Regions from separate parts of the Mus musculus genome. Here region 2 is linked to region 1. A link is a contact called in public HiChIP or PLAC-seq data. All regions are on one chromosome and are shown on one strand. Each heading gives the region's core, a stretch centred on a gene start, on an enhancer-like site or on the middle of the called end of the contact. The rest is flanking DNA. Distances are from core to core; before and after follow the strand shown. Region 1 holds the start of Hand1 (heart and neural crest derivatives expressed 1). Region 2 has its middle 16 kb from the start of Gm33078.

What was found. HiChIP or PLAC-seq counts read pairs in DNA pulled down with a chosen protein or histone mark.
Region 2: an H3K27ac HiChIP or PLAC-seq map of trophoblast stem cells shows a contact between it and region 1, with 33 read pairs. The contact joins the enhancer-like site here to the promoter of Hand1 in region 1. A contact is called at or near these places in 8 of 39 promoter capture datasets (the 3T3-L1 cell line, the C10 cell line, the HPC-7 cell line and 3 more), 1 of 484 Hi-C or Micro-C datasets (CD8 T cells), 13 of 115 datasets of contacts at active chromatin or transcription factors (the 230-238 cell line, the SCID.adh cell line, embryonic forebrain and 6 more) and 3 of 9 other capture datasets (adipose tissue, liver and pancreatic islet).

The regions. Positions count from the first base shown.
Region 1 is chr11:57,830,292-57,833,625 of GRCm38.p6, forward strand. Hand1 (heart and neural crest derivatives expressed 1) reads right to left here and starts at 1,856. Exons shown (of 2, transcript NM_008213.2): 1 at 953-1,856. The coding sequence starts at 1,495. It overlaps Gm32915 (a long non-coding RNA gene), which reads left to right and starts at 1,817. Exons shown (of 3, transcript XR_003949681.1): 1 at 1,817-3,210.
Region 2 is chr11:57,893,959-57,897,292 of GRCm38.p6, forward strand. No RefSeq gene overlaps it. Among named protein-coding and RNA genes, the nearest start is that of Gm33078, 16 kb to the right of the region's middle. Within about 2 kb of position 1,768, at least 39 of the 459 cell types and tissues checked have an H3K27ac peak or open chromatin away from gene starts, as enhancers often do. A contact at or near this core is called in the 230-238 cell line, the HPC-7 cell line, the SCID.adh cell line and 2 more, where this site is marked.

The sequences.
Region 1 (3,334 bases), core at 606-3,105:
TCCCTCCCGCCCCACATCCCCAGCCCAGGCCTCAGGCGGCTGAGGCTGGGAGTCTGTCTTTCCGGTGGCTCCAGGTAAGCCAGCCCTACTTTGCCACAGACCCCGAGGGTCAGATAAAAGCCACCGAGCTCCCCAGTCCACACTGCTGTGTCTAGGCCTGAGCCTACCAAACAGGGGGAACTCTGGCGGCCAGAAGTCCCACCGCCCCTAGGTGGAAGATCACTCAAACTGGAGAAGACCCAAAAAGGCTGACTAGGCAAGCGCAAAGGCCAAAGCCCTTCCTGTTTGTTGCATCCAAAGCCTTGAGATTGTCTAGCCCATCACCCTGTCCCAGACTAGATCCAGACTAGGAGCAGACTAGACCCAGCCTTGAGCTGCCTTTCCACCCCACTTTTCCCTCCAGTGGTCTACTGTTTCTCCAATTAGTACATTAATTGAGGTAAATAATCCTTTCCAATAAACCCATGGGAATCGAGTAATTCAGATATTCATAATTAAGCAAATGAAAGAATGAAGCCTCGACTTGTATTGGGTTTTTGTGTTTGGGTTTTTTGTTTTGTTTTGTTGCTTTAAAAACTGTTTTGGGAGAACATCACACGTCAGTGCAGTATTTAAGTCATTTCCTACTTTCATTCTCAACCTGGCTTCCAGAAGGGCCCAGGGAAGACTCAAAACACCTTCAGATTTAAAACAAACTATAATATAGAATATAGCCCCTTCTTGGAAGCCCAAGGTTTTCAATTCATCTTGTAAGGCCCTACGATCACTTTTAAAAAGCAAAATTCTATGTTCACTCAGCAATGACTGTGCACACAATGGCAGACTGTGTCGACCTCAGAACTCTCCCTAGTCTTTCAGAGTCCCACCCAGAACACAGCTCAGTGTTTGCAGGCCTGTTCTTACTTACCCCAGCCCGCACCCTTAGCTGGAACTTATAAGCCCCGGGACTCACCAACTCCCTTTTCCGCTTGCTTTCGCGACCACCATCCGTCTTTTTGAGTTCAGCCTTGAAGGCCTCGGGGTCACCTGCTTGTGCATCCTTGGCCAGCACGTCCATCAAGTAGGCGATGTAACTGGTAGCCAGGCGCAGAGTCTTGATCTTGGAGAGCTTGGTGTCGGCGGGCACATTGGGGATGCACTCACGCAGCTCCGCGAACGCGCTGTTAATGCTCTCTGTGCGTCTCCTCTCCTTCTTGGGTCCTGAGCCTTTTCGTTTGGGCAGGCGGCTTCCAAGAGCCTCCAGCCGACCTGGGCTCTGACTCGGCCTGGCATCGGGACCATAGGCAGCCGCTGCTACTGCGGTGGTAGGTGGTGGCCCGCCGGCAGGGAAATCTGGGGCAGCATCAGCCGGGCTCAGCAGCCAGCTCTGGAAGTAAGGCCGCTCCTGGTGGCAACGCGAGGCCGGGCCAAACAGGAAGGGTTCGTGGAGCATGGGGTGCGGCGGGTGTGAGTGGTGATGATGGTGATGATGTGCGTAGCTGCCCACGAGGTTCATGTTGGAGAGGCTCCTGGCCTGTGCTGTCAGCCCAATTAGCACCGCCCCATGCGCCCCACAGAAGGGGGTCACCGTGGGCTCCAGAGGCAGCGAACTGGCTGGGGTTTGGAGAGTCCTGAGCGAGCAAGGCTGGAGATGACACGAAGGACCTGCCGACCTCTTGAAGGTTTCTGTAGGCAACGAGGGAGAAGGGTTCAGACGTCCAAAGACCGGGTTTAACCCTTCTGCGGACTTGCCACCAGGATCCTGCTTATATAAGGCCTCGGCTTTGATGTCAACCTCTAGCCGGAGCCAATGGCAGGAGGAGGGAAGGGGGTGGCGGTCCCAAGTTTTATGCTCAGCAAGCGCCACACAATTCTAAGCTGACCACAGGGACTGAAAACCCGCCCCGCCTATGTCCCTCCCCTCTCCCAGTTCCCCTCCTGGAAGGGCGGGGGCTACGAACTTGAGGCCAGGCCTGCTCACTCCCTGTACTGAACCTACCACCCTTTCTTCATGGATCCAAGGAAAGGATTCTAGAATTATCCCTTGAAAACAGACAGAGCCTCATCAACACACACACACACACACACACACACACACACACACACACACACACACACACACACACTTGATTTCACAGATAGGGAAACTGAGGACCAGAACAAATTGTTGTTTTTAGGCCTGAAATTCAGAATAGGATATGCAGCATTCCTGAACCCGAACTGCTCATCGTGGGAGCCTGAAGGCCATTGGGCCCAGCAGGGAAGTAGGCTAGGCCCTAACACCTATAGCCCCACCTTTAGGTCCCCTGCTTCAGGCAGGACCTGGAGCTGCTGCCCAACAAGGTGGTCTCCTGAGATCCAGTTCTCGCCCAGCTGCGGACTTCCAGAAGAGCCTTCAGAGGCCGAGGTGGAAGTGGGAGGGAAAGGGAGCGGGGCTTCCAGCTCTTGGGCACTGACCAGTTTGTTCCGGGCTTGGGGGTTGGGGGTGGAGACGGTGGCTGATCTCTGCTCCTCTAGCCTCTCAGGCGCCTGGTTCGGTGTAAACGCCGGCAGGCTGAGCTGGTGGCGAGGCAGCCTGGCGGCGCCTTGGCCCCAAGGCATCTCTGTGGCAGGACTCCCCGGTGTCTTCGGAAGATTCGCACGTAGGGCTAAGGAGCCGGCGACTGCTGGGCTGCTCACTCCATCTGGCTCGCCACCTGCATGAAAATCTTTGATCCTATAAAGATACTTCCACTGAGGCTCACACTGGAAGAAACCAGCCCACCCCCACCCCTGATATCCACGGAGAAACAGCCTAGGCGCTTCACACTCACTCTGCTGAGGCAGGGAATATCTGTGCAACCTTGTGTTGCTCCCCATCAGCCTAGATTCTCCAAGGTGGGATTCCACAAAGAGATGGCTTTCCAAGAGTTGATAAGAACGTGGGAGACCAGGCTTTTAAGCTTGAAACTCTGGGTCTTCTTCATCTTTTCATTAAGGTCCCTGTCCCTAGGACCCCCTCCATCCTCACCAACATTTCTGGTCTCGCTCCTTCCCTAGGTGGGCTTGTGCCTATCAAATGTCAGTTAAGGGGGGAAATGAGATGATGTCAAATTCTTTTTAATTCGCTTCTGATCCAGCCACTCGAAAGTTGCTCGCTGAGGCCCAGCTTGTGTAAGACAATTACCAGGCAGGGACAGTGGGAGAGAGGCCACCGTGCGCAGACGGGATGTGAGGCCCAGTAGCAAGTGGGTAAGTGAAAACGAATGTGGAGTAGGTCGTGGGCTCAACAGATGACAGTCCCTGTGTGTGAAATCCTAGGAATGTGTGCGAATTGTGATTTCTGCGTGTCTGTGAGAGTAATCTCGCTTTGAGG
Region 2 (3,334 bases), core at 518-3,017, 64 kb after region 1:
TGAAGGCTATGCTCTGACCTCAGCATGCACGCTGCCGTACATGCACACCCCTCCTCACTAAGTAAATATAATATTTTCAAAAAGAACAACAAAATAGAATACTGAAAGAGTCTGATAATTTTCAGTAGACCCTCAGTTGGTGTCACTGCTCTATGAGAGGTGGGCCAAGGTCTGAAGTCCCCTCAGTTCTTAGAAAGTAGTGGAGGTGACCCCAAGAGAGGGCTGTGTGGTTGCCTCAGTCTCCCATCATGTACTAGCCACACATCAGTCCCTTGTCCATGTCAGTACCCCTCTCTACAAGAACACATGTCTTCTCATCTGGTTGTGCCATGAACCCTGACATTGCAAACAGCCATTCACTCTCCTGTATCACAAACATGTTGTGGCACCATTTGTACCCGCCCCAACATTTTACAGGCCTAGACAATAGCCTTGCAAACTGACTTTAAACCTCACCGTGAACCAGTGTCTTTCATATGTGTCTTCATTTATAGCTCAGAATGAGAAAATGGATTGGGGACTTAAGAAAATGACTCCAAGCTGAAGAGCATTGGCTTCTCTTTGCAAAGGACCTGGGTTCAGTTCCCAGCACCCATGTCAACTCACAACCACTGCAACTCCAGTTCCTAGAGATCCAACACCCTCTCTGGCCTCTATGGGTACCAGACACACACACAGTACATACATAGGCAGCAAAAGATTTATACACATAAAATAATAAATCTTTAAAGAGGGGGCTAGAGAGTTGGCTCAGTGGTTAAGAACACTGACTTTTCTTCCAGAGCTCCTGAGTTCAATTCCCAGTAACCACATGGTAGCTCATGGTAATGGGATCTAATGCCCCCTTCTGGTGTGTCTGAAGACAGCAACAGTGTACTCACATACATTAAATAGATAAATAAATACATAAATAAACAAACAAATATTAAATAAGTAAATAAATAAATCTTTAAAAGGAAAGTGGGTTGGTGCTGCCTTGTTTTTAAGTGACTTTATATATAAGTCTATCATCTATGCCCATGGAGAAGTTTGGCATTTGAACAAATCACACAGGGTTCCGTCAATCCTTTTTATTTCCTTGTCTGAATCCCCAGAGCCCTCTCTCCTTGGTCTCTGACATCCCAGGTTTCAGCTGCAAAAAAACTCCAGATCCACACAGACCTCCCTCCAACTGCCTTTGGGACTATGGTGACATCACCAAGTGCTTCAGGGCTCTGATCTCAGGTCTTCAGATACTTTCCTGGTGCCTCACTTCCATCCACAGAATGTGCTGAGCAGTCCTAGAGGAAGATCTTTGCCTACTGAAGACCGTTATGGAACAAATTCTTGAAGGAAGCACCCAGCACTGGGATTCTCACGGAGCTGAGGGCAATGGGAAGCATCCAACCCAGCCTGATAGAAGCTGGGAGAGATAGAGAAGAAGGAGAGGGGGGAGGGAGAGAGGGAGGGGGAGGGGGAGGGGGAGAGGAAGGAGGAGGGGGAGGGGGAGGGGGAGGGGGAGGGGGAGAGGGAGAACACATGAGTGCTCTTGAGCAAGCCAGGCCCCCCACTGGGCACAGTGCTGCAGGTCATTGGAGATCCATGTGACCCATATGCTCTCTTTCCAGCCCTCCCAAAGGCCCTAATAATCCAGCTTGTTCCTTCCTGGTTTTGTTAACCATCACCACCACCACCACCACCACCACCTCCCCTCCTCCCTGGCTGCCTAGGAGAGAGCATGTGTGAAGAAGACACTCCTTGGAAGGAGGCCAAAGTGGAAGTGGAAACCCACTTACCCAGAAAGAACGTTCCCCTGAGAAAAGTCATCCCTCAGATGTACACAGTCCACTTCCTCTCCTAACTGGCCTGTGTTTGCTGAGCAGTTCTTTAAGAGCCTCATTGTTTGGGGTAGAGATAAATATATGTCTAATTTTTCAAAAATATACAAGTAGGGCTAGGTGTGGTGGAGCATGTCTTTCATGCCAGCACTCAGGAGACAGAGGCAATTGGGTCTCTGTGGGTTCAAGGCCAGCCAGATCTAAATAGTGAGTTCCATGACAACCATGGTTATATAGTGAGATGCCTGTCTCAAAAAATAAAATAAAACACACACAGAGAGACAGAGACACAACACAACACATCACAACACACACACACATATCCTTGAAGATACAGAAAAGTCTTAAAACGATCTTTTCAGCCAGTTGCTCTCCACAGTGGTGAACTATGCCTGTGGCTGGCCTGCCACAAGGACTGGCTGCAAGAAGTGAGCTAGAACCGGCTACCTGTGTTGCTAACGGGGGAGCCTGGTGCCACTGGTTCACACTGTCCTCTGTGGACGGAGAAGGTGAGATACAGAGTCCCTGACTGTAAAGCCCTGGATGCCAAGCCATTCCAGAGACCTCAGAGGAACAAAGGATCCATAAAAGAACTGGATCAAAGCCATCAGAGACAGGTCGGGGAAACTGAGGTCCAAGAAAATGAGGGGAGCAGACCCAGAACAGAGAGCTCGGTGAGGGATCTGGGGACAGCTGGGACGAGTGCTAAGATGAAGCACTATCTGGACCTCTCAGAAACCCTTCACTGGGACCATGTACAGTGCGACCTAACTCCTTCACACAAGTAGGAAAGGTTCACAGAACGTGGCCATTAGCCTAAAGTCACCAGCAGGTAGCTGTGCTGAGAGTCCCCCATCTCTGTCTCCCTGGCATCCCTCATCTAGAATGCTTGCCAGAGTTGTGTTTAAACAATGTGCAACAGTGTTTCCCTTCCCACTAAACTAAAATCAGCACCATTTGGAAACAAATTCACTGGCTGCTGAGAGCAGCGCTATTAAAGTTTAGCTGGCTGGGCCCTTGGGCTCTGTCAAAGGGGACGCAGTCACACGCTGCAGAGTATGGGAAACCAACTCTGTGCTGAGGCTTCAGGCAGGACAAAGACCAGGAGACTGGAAGAAAGCGGAAGAGATGAGCTCACCTTTTCATTGCCCTGACCTCTCTCCCTCTTCAGGGCATAACATCCGCACTGACCAGATACCTTCTGTCCCTGTCACAGTGCCTGAGCCTGTGGCCTCTTGACTTCAGTCTGGTTTTAATTTTCCGTCTGGTTTCTTGTTTGCATATTTATTTCCTCACAGTGGCAAAGTATACTGTCCCAAAATTTGTCATCTTGGCTACCTAAAATCTTATACGAAAATGTAAAATGTACCATTTTGGGACACTGAGGAGTTGGCTTAGTCAAGAAAGTATGTGACTCTGAAGCATAACCTGTGTTTGGATCCCCAGAACTGTTGAGGACAAGCTGGGGTTGGGGGTGAGAGAAACAGGCATATCCCTGGGTCTCTGAAGCTCTCCAA